Linked DNA regions of Sus scrofa: all the other regions are linked to region 1. Evidence: chromatin contacts called from public Hi-C, HiChIP or PLAC-seq and promoter capture Hi-C data. All regions are on one chromosome and are shown on one strand. Each heading gives the region's core, a stretch centred on a gene start, on an enhancer-like site or on the middle of the called end of the contact. The rest is flanking DNA. Distances are from core to core; before and after follow the strand shown. Region 1 holds the start of RGS2 (regulator of G protein signaling 2). Region 2 holds the start of TROVE2 (a long non-coding RNA gene). Region 3 has its middle 41 kb from the start of UCHL5. Region 4 has its middle 15 kb from the start of RGS13.

Region 1 (3,296 bases), core at 373-2,872:
AGTGAATAAGCCCTGCGTTTCCAGGGATAATCCCCGGGAAACGGCGGGGGAAGAAACAGGCCTCAGATGCTGGAGACAGTAAAGTCAAACTCCCTGGGGCCGGATGCTCCTCCTTTCTAGACGCTTGGGCTCCTTGAAAAGGACCAAATTCAAGGGGTTAACTCACATTTGCTGGCTAGCAGCTCATCAAATGCTTCTGCCCACAGCTGTGCTTCCTCAGGAGAAGGCCTGCAAGAGACGGTCACATGTCAGCTCACACCTGTCTGTTTCCCCCTTCTGTTCAGCAGCTGGTGGCCTAGCTTTGCAAGGACTGAGATTTTCAACTTACTTGATGAAGGTTTGCGGTTTGCTTTTCTTGCCGGTTTTGGGCTTCCCAGGAGAGGAGGAGTTTTGCAAGAAGTAGCTCAAACGGGTCTTCCAATCTTTTAATCTTAAAGAAGAAAAAAAAAAAAAAAAAAAAAAAGACTTTTACTAAGTGCCAACACTTGAAATGGCCACACCACTGCAGCTAAAGGTTTTTTTTTTTTTTTTTTTTAAACCAAATAAAGTCACTCCCAGTAGCTACAGACAACGAAGTAAGACAAAACAGTCCTCCTTCAAGTCAGTCTTACCCCTTTAAAATATAAACCCAGCACCTATGCCTGGAACAGTTTCATCTACTCATCTGAACATAACTGCTAGTTTTATAACTACGCGTAGGATAACCTACAATTATAGGGTATTTAATGAATTTAGCTGGCATAGTTCAAAAGGCAGATGCTATTTCTGGCCCACAAAAGGCAGCAGCAGTTCTGCAATGTTAATTACAATTCTGAGACATTTCACACTTGATGAAACGGACAGTGGAACTGCCCGGAGCCAGCCATGGGTATTTCCCTTCCACCCTTAGAGCAGGAGGATCTGGACCACTCTAGAAGCTGTGAACAATGAGGTGAGGTGCGTGTGCGTGTGTGCGCGCGTGTGTGATCGCAACTACAACACCCATTTTAACCAGATGATGCAGAACAATTATTTGTTCCTTAGTGCTGGGTGGGTGAGATCTGTTGTTAAACTGGAAAAAAAAAAGATTTTAAAATAATATATTCAGAGCTAGCAAAAATATTTCCATCCCAGCAGCTGTGTAAGTTGATGAGAATTTACAATGCAACGTACGAATGCTGGGGACGCGCCTGGGCTGCAGGATTCTCTGGTGTCATTTTCGATGCGGGGAGATAAAAACCCAACCTGCGATTCCTCAGCTCATCTACCACCGCCTCTGCATCACGAATTTGCCGCAGTTCCTCGACTCTACCCTCGAGTCCTTCGGTTACATCACAAAGGACCCACCACATAGATTTAACCCTACCTAGCAAGTGTATCTTTTACACAATGTTTTCCCCTGCAGAGATGGAGGCACCGCTCCAGGGTGGAAGCCAAGCGCGGATGTACCGCGTTTGCAGCCGCCCGGGACAGCTAGGTCCGCGGGGCTGGCAGGGGAGAGAAGAAAGCCGTACTTACAGGGTCCGCTTCATCTTCTCCCGCTTCTCCTCGCTTTTGGGGCCGGTGCCTGCGCTCTTGTCCATGGGTCCGCAGTCGTGATGGACAGTCAGGAACATAGCACTTTGCATTATCGTCTACGCTCCCGGGTGCCCGCTCTCTGCTGCCAGGAGCGCGCCGCGGTATTTATAAGAGTCGGAGGCTCGTGGGCGGCGCCTCACGACGCTGGGCCCGCCTTCAGCGGGTGCCGATTGGCCGGCTGGCTCCGGGCCTGGGGCGGAGTCTGCGCAGTCCCGGGCACCGCCGAAGGGTCTGGAAGGGAGGGCGCCGCTGACGTTTGCGGCCGCAGCGTCGTGCGCAGGCGAGCCCCCCGCGGCGAGGCGCTGGGGCTGCTGGTGGGGGCCGAGGAGTTTCCCTTCGGGCAGCCGCCGGAGGCCTCTGCCGGCTTGGGGCGGCCGGCGGGGTGGCAGAGCTTGGGAGGCGTGGGGCGGGTTGGCTGCAGGCCCCGCGGGGCGCTCGCCCGCCCCTCCCCCTCCTCGCCTCCGTCCCCTCCCCCACGCGCACTTGCTCCGGACCCCAAAGGGAGGGGGGAGTCCCCAGCAGGTCAAGGTTACTTGCTGGGAACCTGAGTGCAGTTACTCGGTTTTGAATTCGGATGTGTTCCCTCTTTTTTTGGAGCGCACACCCTCTCCCCGCGCCTCCTTTCTTGGTCTGTAAACTGAGGCCGCGGGGAGATGCTCACCTGCTCCTCTTTTCGTCACCGATTCATTGGCGGAAGGAAAGGGAGAAGGGGGGGCGGCGCAGGGGCGGGCGGTGTGACCTGCTCTGCAGCTTCCCTGGACAACTTGGAGAACGTTTGGGAGGGACGTCGTCGGTCAGGGGAAGGAACAGGAGAAGAAGTGCTTTACCTGGGTGTGCAGTTTTAGTCACCAACACACACGAGGCTGGGTCGGTCCTTGGGGTTGCGTGCTCCTCCTCTGGAGTACTTGGCTGCTTGTCCTTAGGGAACACACGGGGAAGTCACAGATCTCCTTCTCAGGACGTAGAGGGAAACACCAGGACCTCGCAGCTGTCATTTTAGTGTAAGAATGCAAAGATGCAGGATTTCCTCATGAGTCATTCTTAGTCGGCCTAGAATTTACCAGAACATTTACTTGGCAAAAAGGAGAGGTGGGGGTGGAGGGAAGGCTAGGTTAACAGTTTGCTTGAAGGAGCTTAATTTGCTAAATTCTTCAGAAATTGTCCTGCTGTAGCACGATTTAAACGGTTTGATTGGTAAGGACGAGTAGGTGACCTCAACCCCGGTGTGATCGGATAGCGAACAATTTTATTAGATCTGTGCAGTGGAATGTTCAAGGGGTTTTCCTGCCAAGCATCGAAGTAGCAGGGAGATGAACCACAAGGTATTAGGCTGCAGAATTCTCTCTCCTTTGCATTAGAACTGTTAAAAGAAAATTGGAACTGGTTTACCATATTCTGATGAGGAGCTGCCAGTAGCTGGAGCTCCAGGATTGACTTGGAGAGCAAAACGTTTCTATTACTAAAGAGAACAGCCATGTACTCAGCTATGGAGAGGAAGATCGTTTAGATTTCAGTAGTAAATACTTGAAAGCATGGTTGTGAGATGCAAGAATATAATTTATCTCAAGGATGTGCGCTTCATCTCTCAAAGGTTTTGTTTATTTCCTACATCTCTTTTCACTTTCTGATGATTCAGTACTTATTTTACTAAATATGTGTAATATGCAGGCACTTGCTGCTCCTGGCTAATACAAACCTCGACATATTTTTTCACTTAGAACATTTGATGGTAGAATTCA
Region 2 (3,296 bases), core at 437-2,936, 210 kb before region 1:
CACAAAAACTGGGGCCACAAATTCAGATCACTACCACTTAGACTGGTAACAGACATGAGTGGATCAAGTCAAGTGAGACTGCAATAAAAAGCTGTGAGGAACTGTTGCACACAGGACAGCATGGCCCGTTACTGCCAGATCGTCTCGTTTTTTCTCAAACACCCAGAAATCAGGATTTTTATGTGAGCTCTTAGAATTAAATGTTAACAACATAATTAAAGAAATCCCCCCCCCACTTCCTGATTACTTATAAGTTGTGTCAAGGGCTGAATTTTCAGTTTGGTATTTCTACAACATGCACCATAATAAGCCGGTAGCAGATGTTACTTCTGATGTATTTATTTAGCGCCAAAAAACACTTCCAAGTTCACACCAAAATTACAGATTAAAAAAAGACCACAAAGTACTGCAAACAGCTCTGGGCTCTGATGACACTCATTCTAGGTATGGATGATAAGGAAATAAGGCTAGACTCCTGTGCCTCACAAACTTTCCCATCTAATTACACTTAACAGAACAGACGTCCCCCCACCCTTTGCTCTCCACCCCAGTTTGAGGTCGAAGTCTCCCGGGAATAAACTTCATGAAAATTTCCTTTTTTTTTTTTGCCTTTAAATTTAACACTTGGTACACACGCTGGCTTTCCCTCTACAGTATACCCATTCTTGGTTTAATGTAAAGCTACTGTTTCCCTCAGTAAACTACATCCTATTTTGTGGCTTCACGCAGTCCTGAAGCACAAAGTTTCCTTATTCCAAGGAACGGACTACCTGTCTGAGAAGCAAAGAGTCGGAGTTTCAACAAGGCAAGAATTTTTTTTCTGGAAGCCAAGGGCCCTTCTTGGAACTCAGAGCCTTAAGGAGCGATGCACAGACGATACTCCTGTTGCAGACGTGAGTCTTACTTAGCACGAGCTTTCCGCCAGAGGCGGGTGAAGGAGGGCGATTTCGGGATTGGGGAAGACGGGCATTTTTGATTTAACACCTCCTTCGGCCTCACGACTACTACAGACGTGTTCGGATGAACACACAATTTTCCAACCTCAGCTCCTCGGAGGCACCGCCTCCCCTTGCACTTGTTTATCTTCCCCCGGCCCACCGGCAGCGGCTTCTCCCTCCCTCGGCACTCCCTCCCGGGCAAACTCGTCCTCCTCCCGCACAAAGATCCGTCTTCCCGAAGCCCAGGTCCCGGCGACGCCTCTCGGCGCGGCGGCGGCGGCGGGGGGCGGGGAGGAAGAGGAGGAGTAAGCGGCCCTCCCGACGCCGGCCTGCGGGAAGCTCTGCAAGTCGAGGGCCGGCGGGGGCGGCCCGGCGTCCGGAAGGGCCGGAGAGAGCGAGGATGCCCCTCGGGGAGGCAGGTTCCGCGCCCCGGGCCAGAGGGCGCGAGGCCGGGCGGGCGCCGGCCCCGGCCGCGGGGACGCGGGCTGCGGCGCGCGGAGCACCGGACGCGTCCCCGGGGCCGCGCAGACCGCACAAAGGGCCCCGGCCGGCTGCCCGCAGTTTCCTCACCTGTGCCCGGCGGCCCACTCTCGGAAGCTGCCGCGCCGCCGGGAGAAACGCTGCGCCTAGCCGCGGGACGACGACGCGCGGCGGCCTGACGGGCGGTGACCGCTCCGGCTCCGCCGCCAGGGCCTCCGGGTTCGGCTCCCCGAGCGAGCCCCGCCCCTCGCCGGGCCCCGCCCCCGACTGGCGAGGAGCCCGGATGTTCCCTCCTCTGGCGCCCGGAAGCCCGCTCTTCCTCCGCGGCCCCGCCCCTCTCGCGTCGGCGCCGGGTCCTCCGCGGCCCAGGAAGAGTTTCGGCGTCTTCTGGGCGGCTAGAGCGTCCTCCCGCCTCTGTCGCGCGGCAGGTGACGGCGCCCGGAGGCTGTCGGGAAGTAGGCGGGGTGACGTGGGCTTGACGAGCCAGCGGCGGGTTTGCCGAGCTCAGGGGCCGGCGGCAGCTGGAGCCGGGGTCGGCCGCAGCCGGAGGGGGCGCGGGGCGGCGTTTGGCCGGGGCCATGACGGGCAATGCCGGGGAGTGGTGCCTCATGGAAAGCGACCCCGGAGTCTTCACCGAGCTCATTAAAGGATTCGGTGAGAGCCGCGGGGGCCGTCCTGGGTCGGGACTCACGGGCGGAGGCCTGAGCCGGGCACGGGGTGCTTCCGTGCGGCCCCGCCGCCCCGTGTCTGCGGAGGAGGCGACTCCCCGGACCGTGGGGCCGGGGAAGGGAGAGGCAGGACTCCGGCCCTCCTCGGCCGGGGGCAGGCGCGTCCCCGGGGCGGGCTGGGGAGCCACCCCACGCGGTCAGGGTCGTGGCGGTCCTCGGCCCCGCCGTGTCTCCGCGACTCGGCGCTCAAGTCCCAGCTCCCTCGACCCACGCAGCCCCCGTCCCGGGCAGGTGTGCCCGGTGCCCGACTCCGGCCCCTTGCCGCGCAGGCAGAGTCAGGTGTGCCTTGTCGAGGGTGGGGTCCAGGGCGCCCAGGAGCCCGACCTTTCTGGCTGCTGGCGGCGGCGCAGCGCGGGAGGGGACGGGCCCCTAGGACGTCCGCTCGGACTGGCTGCGGGGGACGCCGGGGCCCCCGCGCTGGTTCTGCTCATTCGCGGCTTCCGGCGCAGGGTGCCTTCTCCAGCCGGTGCTCGAGACTGGAGGCCACATGCTTGCCTCCTAATTTCCTTCTGGCTCTAGTCCTTGTCTCTCATCCCAGGTGATCAGCATACTGGCCTCTTCAGCCTGCCCTGTCCCTCTTGTGCCCACCTTCCTCTTTGGCAGTAAGACTTGTGTGTAGCTGTTACATTTCCTCAAGTATTACTGATTTTAGCTGATGTGTTGAAACTTGTGCTGGGGTAGACATTCTCTGTTGATGTAGATACTGTCTGTGGTACGTAGCTGTCTATTTGGATATCATTTATCAGGTCTGTATCTCAGACCCGCCAGTAGGGTTTGGGAATTTTTGATTTTTGATTTTAAAAACTGTAATTAATTATTTGCTTATCTTGGCCATGCCTGCGAATTGCGGAAATGCCCGGATCAGGGATCAAACCTGTGCCGCAGCAGTGACGGCACCGGATCCTCAGGATCCCTAACTGCTAGGCCATCGGGGAACTCCGGGTTTGGGAATTTTTCAGGTGAATAAAGCAGGACTGCTGTTCTAAAGAACTAAGAAGCAACTTGTAATAGGGTGTATTAATTGCTGCTTTAGAGTATGTGCACATAGGTGGTGAGAACATAGGCAGATGAAAAGGCACAAACGGTAGTGAGGCTAACGTATATGGCTTCGAGAACAGCTAAGGAAGGGACTAAAACATGGTGTAACCGA
Region 3 (3,296 bases), core at 512-3,011, 170 kb before region 1:
TTTTGTGTGTGATTTTTAGGGCCACACCTGTGGCGTACAGAGGTTCCCAGGCTAGGGGTCCAATTGGAGCTACAGCTGCTGGCCTACACCACAGCCACTGGGTTTCAAGCCAAGTCTGTGACCTACACCACAGCTCACAGCTGTGCTAGATCTTTCACCCACTGAGCGAGGCCAGCAATTGAACCCACATCCTCATGGTTCCTAATCAGGTTCGTTAACTGCTGAGCCACAAAGGGAACTCCTTGTTTTTAAGTTTTTTATTATAGTTGATTTACAGTGTTGTGCCAATTTCTGCTGTACAGGAGTGACCCAGTTATACATGCATGTATATGTGTGTGTGTGTATATATATATATATATATATATATTCTTTTTCTCATAATATTTTCCATCATATTCCGTCACAAGTGATTATATACAGTTACCTGTGCTGTACAGCAGGACCTCGTTGCTTAATCACCTCAAATGCAATAGTTTGTATCTACTAACCCCAAACTCCCAGTCCCTCCCCCTTGGCAAGCACAGGTCTGTTTTCTCTATCCATGAGTTTGTTTCTGTTCTGGAGATAGGTTTATTTGTGCCATATTTTAGATTCCACCTGCAAGTGGTAACATATGGTATTTGTCTTTCTGACCTACTTCACTTAGTATGAGAATCTATATTTCTATCCATGTTACTACAAACAGCAGTATTGTGTTCTTTTTTATGGCTGAGTAATATTCCATTGTATATATGTACCACATCTTAATCCATTCATCGGTCGATGGACATTTAGGTTGTTTCCATGTCTTGACTATAGTTAGTGCTGCAGTGAACATAGGAGTGCATGTATCTTTTTGAATGAAAGTTTTATTCGGATATATGCCCAGGAGTGGTATTACTGGATCATATGCTAGTTCTATATTTAGTTTTCTGAGGTACCTCCATACTGTTCTCCATAGTGGAGGTACCAATTTACATTCCTACCAACAGTGTAGGAGGGTACCTTTTTCTCCACACCCTCTCCAGCTTTTGTTATTTGCAGACTTTTTTTTTTTTTTTTTTTTTGGTCTTTTTTTTTTTTTAGGGCCGCACCTGTGGTATATGGAGGTTCTCAGGCTAGGGAGGTCGAATCAGAGCTACAGCTGCTGGCCTACACCACGGCCACAGCAACACCAGATCCGAGCCACGTCTACGACCTACACCACAGCTCACATCAATGCCGGATCCTTAACCTACTGAGCAAGGGCAGGGATCGAACCTGCAACCTCATGGTTCCTGGTCAGATTCGTTTCACTGCACCACTACGGGAACTCCTGTGGACTTATTGATGATAGTTATTCTAACTTGTGTGAGGTGGTACCTCATTGTAGTTTTGATTTGCATTTCTCTTCTAATTTGTTATGTGGAGCATTTTTGTATGTGCCTGCTGGGCATCTGTATGTCTTCTTTGGAGACATGTCTGTTTACTCTTCTGCCCATTTTTCAATTGGATTATTTGGTTTTTTTGCTGTTAAGGAGAATTTTTTTTAAAAGATGCGTTTAAAAGAAAGTCTCCTTTGCTCGTTTTGCCCTTTCTTTTCTAAAACCTCATTTAATGGTTGGGTAGGTGAAGGCACTTCCATTCTGTTTTATGCCTTGAAATAGCTTGCCAATTCTAAGGGATATACTTCTGCTCTTATAAACAAGGAAAGCTTGCCAACAGCTGCAGTACTGGCTAGTCTCACTTCATATGTTTAGTTCCCAAGATAGCTGCCCTTTTTCTAGCGGAGAGCAGTCAGCTTGACTGTGTCACGAGAATAGACAAACATTTATTCTGGGATCATGAGCCATGGGGATGTGCTCCCCCACTTAGACCCTGACACATATGCCTGTGTCTTAGGGTGTTACCTGCAGATTAATACCTTGAGTTATTAATTGTAGTTGCCTAAAACATGTCAGGACACATACAGAAATTATTCTTCCTGCAAGAGGACTTTTTCTTTCATTTGAGAAATAACATGGCTTTTAAGTTTTTCTCTTAAAAAAAAAAAAAAAAAAAGGAGGGCGTTCCTGTTGTGGCTCAGCGGCAGTGAACAGGACTAGAATCCATGAGGACGCGGTTCAGGTTTGATCCTGGCCTTGCTCCGTGGGTAAAGGGGCTTCCGTGTAGGTCATGGATGCTTCTTAGATCTGCTGTGGCTGTGGCATGGGCCGGTGGCTGCAGCTCCAATTTCACCCCTAGCCTGGGAACCTCCAGATGCCACTTTTTAGGGTGTGGTCCTAAAAAGACAAAAAAGGAGAAAAATTTTTTAAAAATAAGCAAAAATAATAATTTCACTTCCCCACAGTTCCACCGCCAGAGATGACATTAACATTGCAGTGATCCTCCGCCCCCCACCCCCACCCCACCCCCCGGGTGTTCTCGGGGGTTCGTCTTCCATGCCCTCTCCACGTTCTGAAGTAGATTTATGTTGTGCACATTGTTTTTAATGTTGATGCTACGCAACGCGTCTCTTTTGTATCATTGACAACTTACTTGCAGGTAGCAAACCACTCTTGCTCTTTTAAGAGGAATGGGAATTAACAGTGGGAATTTTGAAACTACTTAGTTCCTTTCAAAGTCATTGGAAGATACAGAGGAGTGGCCTCGAGTTCTGCTCTCCAAAGTGCCTTCCAGCAGAACATGTTACTGGCGCACCAGGGGGATTGCTACTGCTGTAACAGTCAAGGGCTTCAGCACTAGATTTCTTTTTCTTTCTTTCTTTTTAGGGCCATAGGTGCAGCATATGAAAATTCCCAGGCTAGGGGTTGAATTGGAGCTGCAGCTGTTGGCCTACGCCACAGCCACAGCCGCAGCAACACCAGATCCGAGCTGCGTCTGTGACCTGTGCCACAGCTCTCGGCAATGCCGATCCTTAACCCACTGCATGAGGCCGGGGATCGAACCCATGTCCTCATGGATGCTCTTTGGGTTCCTTACCGCTGAGCCACTTTGGGAACTCCTGGCCCTGGGGTGTCTCACACTAGAACATGCTGCGGTGGTTGTGTTCTGGGAGTGGGAGGCTGCCACACCTGTCTGCTGGCACCGAGTGACAAAACATGGGAAAGCAGAAGAAGGCAACCTCTCCATGGCTGCACATGCCATGGAGATGGCTTCTGCCTGTCTTTTCACTTCCAAACCTAAGGTTAGGCTTTTCTGCAGGAAGTCTGGGAAATGAAACATTAAAAATAATAATAATGATAATCCAGAAATGAAATGCTTGACTCTATAAACATTTCTATACAGTAACATACACCATACAATTTTAAGAGACAAACCAAGTTAAGCCATAAAAA
Region 4 (3,296 bases), core at 389-2,888, 160 kb after region 1:
AATGGGAGGAGTGGTCTTGGGACAATTCTTGAAAAATGGGTGGCACTTGACGATGGGTGCTGACATGGTCTCTGCCTTTAGGAACGGCCCAGACTCCTTGGCAGAGTTGAGTATCGAGTGAACGTCAGTTGGCTAGAGTACCATGGACTGGAGAAATCCGTTTCTGATGCAGCATTATTAGCTGAAATATGGAAGCAACCTAAGTGTCCATGGGTAAACAAAACATGGAATATAGGCCCGCAGACAGTGGACTACCGCACGGCCGGAGAAAGACTGAACTCTTACCGTCTATGACAACATGGATGGACCTGGAGGGTTTTATGCCAAGTGAACTAAGTCGGATAAAGACAAATAACTACATGATTTCACTTCTGTGTAGCATCTACAATTCAAAACGAATGAACAAACATAAAGCAGAAACAGACTCACCGATACAGAGAACAAACTTGTGGTGGCCACAGGAGAGGGTGGTGATGGGATGAGAGAAATCGTTGACGGGGATCAAGAGGAACAGGCTGCCGGTTATGAAAGAAGGAAGTCCCAGGGACGTAAGAGGCAGAACAGGGAATGTACTCAGTAAGATCGCAACGACTTTGTGTGTGGTGACCGGTGGTTACCAGGTCGATAGTGGTGATCGATTGTAATGCATTAAAAACATCAATCAGGAGTTCCCGTCATGGCGCAGTGGTTAACGAATCCGACTAGGAACCATGAGGTTGCGGGTTCGGTCCCTGCCCTTGCTCAGTGGCTTAAGGACCTGGCGTTGCCGTGAGCTGTGGTGTAGGTTGCAGACTCGGCTTGGATCCCGCGTTGCTGTGGCTCTGGCGTAGGCCGGTGGCTACAGCTCCGATTCAACCCCTAGCCTGGGAACCTCCATATGCCGCGGAAGCGGCCCAAGAAATAGCAAAAAAGACAAAAAAATAAAAATAAAAAATAAAAAAAATAAAAACATCAGTCACTGTGTTGTGCACCTGCCACGAATGGCCCCTTGGAAGTCGACTATGCTCCATTTTAAAAAAGAAATCGTTATGCAAGATGGTGCGGAAACGGTAGTGTGGGACGTTGTGCCTTTCTAGGGGAAACAGTAAAAAACTTCCAGTGTGGGTGGCTGGCAGCCCAGGAGCCTGGGATTTAGATTGTATAGATCTGACTCTTAAAAGTTTGTTCCAGAGTTCCTGTCATGGCTCAGTGGTTAATGAACCCAGCTAGTATCTGTGAGGATGCAGTTTCACTCCCTGGCCTTGCTCAGAGGGTTAAGGAACTGGTGTTGCCATGAGCTGTGCTATAGTTTGCAGATGTGGCTTGGATCCCGCGTTGCTGTGGCTGTGGTGTAGGCTGGAAGCTACAGCTCTGATTCGACCTCTAACCTGGGAACCTCTATATGCCTCAGGTGTGGCCCTAAAAATACAAAAGACAAAAAAAAAAAAAAAGCCCAAAAAACAGAACAAAACAAAAACCCAAAAGCAAAAGTTGTTTCTATACAGCATTGTAAATCAACTATATGCCAATAAAAATTTTAAAAATTGTTCTGAAAAAGGATGCAGAGGGCATTTTAGAGCCAGCTAGGAAGCTCGGTTAACGTGCGCTCCAGCTCAGTGACTCAGTCCTCACGGGCACTGAGAATGCTGGTATGGACTCCAGGATGTCAGCAGCACACTTCTCGTCAGACCTGGCAGAGAAGAATCCAGAAACATGTGGCTTGAATTATATTGAAATCACGTCAGAGACTCTGAATAATTAAAACCACTTTAAAGGGAAGTTTGATTTCCCTCTCGCAATGCTCGTATGCTCTCGCCCAGGAACATTTTTTGAGTTAAAATTATGTTTCATTTTCCATTTAAGATTTGTTATGGTAAATAGCCCTTTCTCAAATGACAGTATCTTGAACGTAAAATATAGTGGGTGCTGTCTAAATATTGGTCAGCCCCAGTGTGGGATCAGCTAGCTTTTCCTTAGATGAAGATTGCAAAACTATTAGGTTAGAAACAGTAAAATGTTTCCATGGCGTGGATGGCCACAGATCCGCCGTGTGTGTGTGTGTGTGTGTGTGTGTGTGTGTGTGTGTGTGTGTGTGTGTTGCTAATAGAAGGACATGGCATGGATGGTAAAGATGTTAGTTAAGTGTCCCATGGCAACAGTTTTCTTTTCCAGCCCTAAGCTTCTCCATTCATCCCCCAGGTCTATAGCTCTGCGTTGCTGGCTAGGAAAATAAAAATCACATAGAGACATAGTTTATTAAAGATGACCAACATGTTTTTATTATTTTCAACAGCTTTATTGAGAACTAATTTATATGCTATACAAATCATTCATTTCAATCGTAAAAATCAGTGATTTTTAGTAAATATGTAGAGTTACGAAACCAATAACATATCCATGACTCCCAAAAGATCATGTGTGCATTGCTCTCTCTTCCCAGCCCCTGGCAACCACGGGTCTACTTTCAGTCTCTATAGGTTTATCTTTTTTTCTTTTTTTTTGGTCTTTTTAGGGCTGCATCCATGGCATATGGAAGTTCCCAGGCTAGGGGTTGAATCGGAGCTGTAGCTGCCAGCCTACACCACAGCCACAGCAACGAGAGATCTGAGCCACATCTGTGACCTACGCTACCACTCATGGCAACGCCGGATCCGTAACCCACTGAGTGAGGCCAGGGATCCAACCTGCGTCCTCATAGATGCTAGTTAGATTCACGTTTCCGCTGAGCCCCAACGGGAATGCCCTAGTTTTTTGTTTGTTTGTTTGTTTGAAGTAAAGCATGTTTCCTGTATTTTAAAAATATGGTAACTCAGGAAGTTGAGATTAACATTCTTTTGTAAGTGAATCGTAAAATTCAAGGTTTCATCCTGTAGAGAGGCCAGATACTGAACTAAATAAAAAAGGACACAAGCGGTTCATATAGAGTTGAAGACATGAAACAAATGAATTAGACACCAAGACATTCACCTGAAATTTCTAGTTCACTTCGATTGAATAATGTGATAATCCCTTTTTGTTTTTCAGCGAGGAAAAAAATATTTATTAGGATAATTTTAAGTTTGTCCTGAGTGTAGTTGATCTTGATTTTATTTTACTTAAAAAATGTTCGCATTAAAGTATAGTTGATTTACAGTGTTGAGTCAATTTCTGCTAAACAACGTAGTGACCCAGTTATACATATGTACATATGTATACACATTCTTTTTCTCATAAATGTCGGCTGTGTTGGCAGAGGTATTTTCCTGAGTTGGAAGAACACATCATGCCCATTGCACTGACTTCTGTCCTGGCCTCAGGTGTGAGTGCAGAGAGCTTGC

Evidence for each region. Promoter capture Hi-C pulls out the DNA fragments that hold promoters and counts their contacts. A called contact is a pair of places that touch in the nucleus more often than the background predicts. HiChIP or PLAC-seq counts read pairs in DNA pulled down with a chosen protein or histone mark.
Region 2: a contact with region 1 is called in an H3K27ac HiChIP or PLAC-seq map of alveolar macrophages. The contact joins the promoter of TROVE2 here to the promoter of RGS2 in region 1. A contact is called at or near these places in 1 of 5 promoter capture datasets (fetal liver), 1 of 47 Hi-C or Micro-C datasets (embryonic fibroblasts) and 2 of 2 datasets of contacts at active chromatin or transcription factors (alveolar macrophages and skeletal muscle).
Region 3: a promoter capture Hi-C map of skeletal muscle shows a contact between it and region 1, with 6 times the contacts expected there. The contact joins the enhancer-like site here to the promoter of RGS2 in region 1. A contact is called at or near these places in 5 of 5 promoter capture datasets (fetal liver, fetal skeletal muscle, liver and 1 more), 33 of 47 Hi-C or Micro-C datasets (adipose tissue, alveolar macrophages, blood and 16 more) and 2 of 2 datasets of contacts at active chromatin or transcription factors (alveolar macrophages and skeletal muscle).
Region 4: a contact with region 1 is called in a Hi-C map of embryonic fibroblasts, with 3 times the contacts expected there. The contact joins the enhancer-like site here to the promoter of RGS2 in region 1. A contact is called at or near these places in 4 of 47 Hi-C or Micro-C datasets (embryonic fibroblasts, fetal skeletal muscle and fibroblasts) and 1 of 2 datasets of contacts at active chromatin or transcription factors (alveolar macrophages).

What each region holds. Positions count from the first base shown.
Region 1 is chr10:938,461-941,756 of Sscrofa11.1, forward strand. It overlaps RGS2 (regulator of G protein signaling 2), which reads right to left and starts at 1,623. Exons shown (of 5, transcript NM_001044600.1): 1 at 1,498-1,623; 2 at 329-430; 3 at 167-228. The coding sequence starts at 1,607.
Region 2 is chr10:723,692-726,987 of Sscrofa11.1, forward strand. TROVE2 (a long non-coding RNA gene) reads right to left here and starts at 1,687. Exons shown (of 9, transcript XR_002336171.1): 1 at 1,509-1,687. It overlaps UCHL5 (ubiquitin carboxyl-terminal hydrolase L5), which reads left to right and starts at 1,997. Exons shown (of 12, transcript NM_001123210.1): 1 at 1,997-2,072. The coding sequence starts at 1,997.
Region 3 is chr10:764,585-767,880 of Sscrofa11.1, forward strand. No RefSeq gene overlaps it. Among named protein-coding and RNA genes, the nearest start is that of UCHL5, 41 kb to the left of the region's middle. Within about 2 kb of position 1,762, at least 6 of the 83 cell types and tissues checked have an H3K27ac peak or open chromatin away from gene starts, as enhancers often do. A contact at or near this core is called in fetal skeletal muscle, liver and skeletal muscle, where this site is marked.
Region 4 is chr10:1,095,908-1,099,203 of Sscrofa11.1, forward strand. No RefSeq gene overlaps it. Among named protein-coding and RNA genes, the nearest start is that of RGS13, 15 kb to the left of the region's middle. Within about 2 kb of position 1,639, at least 8 of the 83 cell types and tissues checked have an H3K27ac peak or open chromatin away from gene starts, as enhancers often do. A contact at or near this core is called in embryonic fibroblasts, where this site is marked.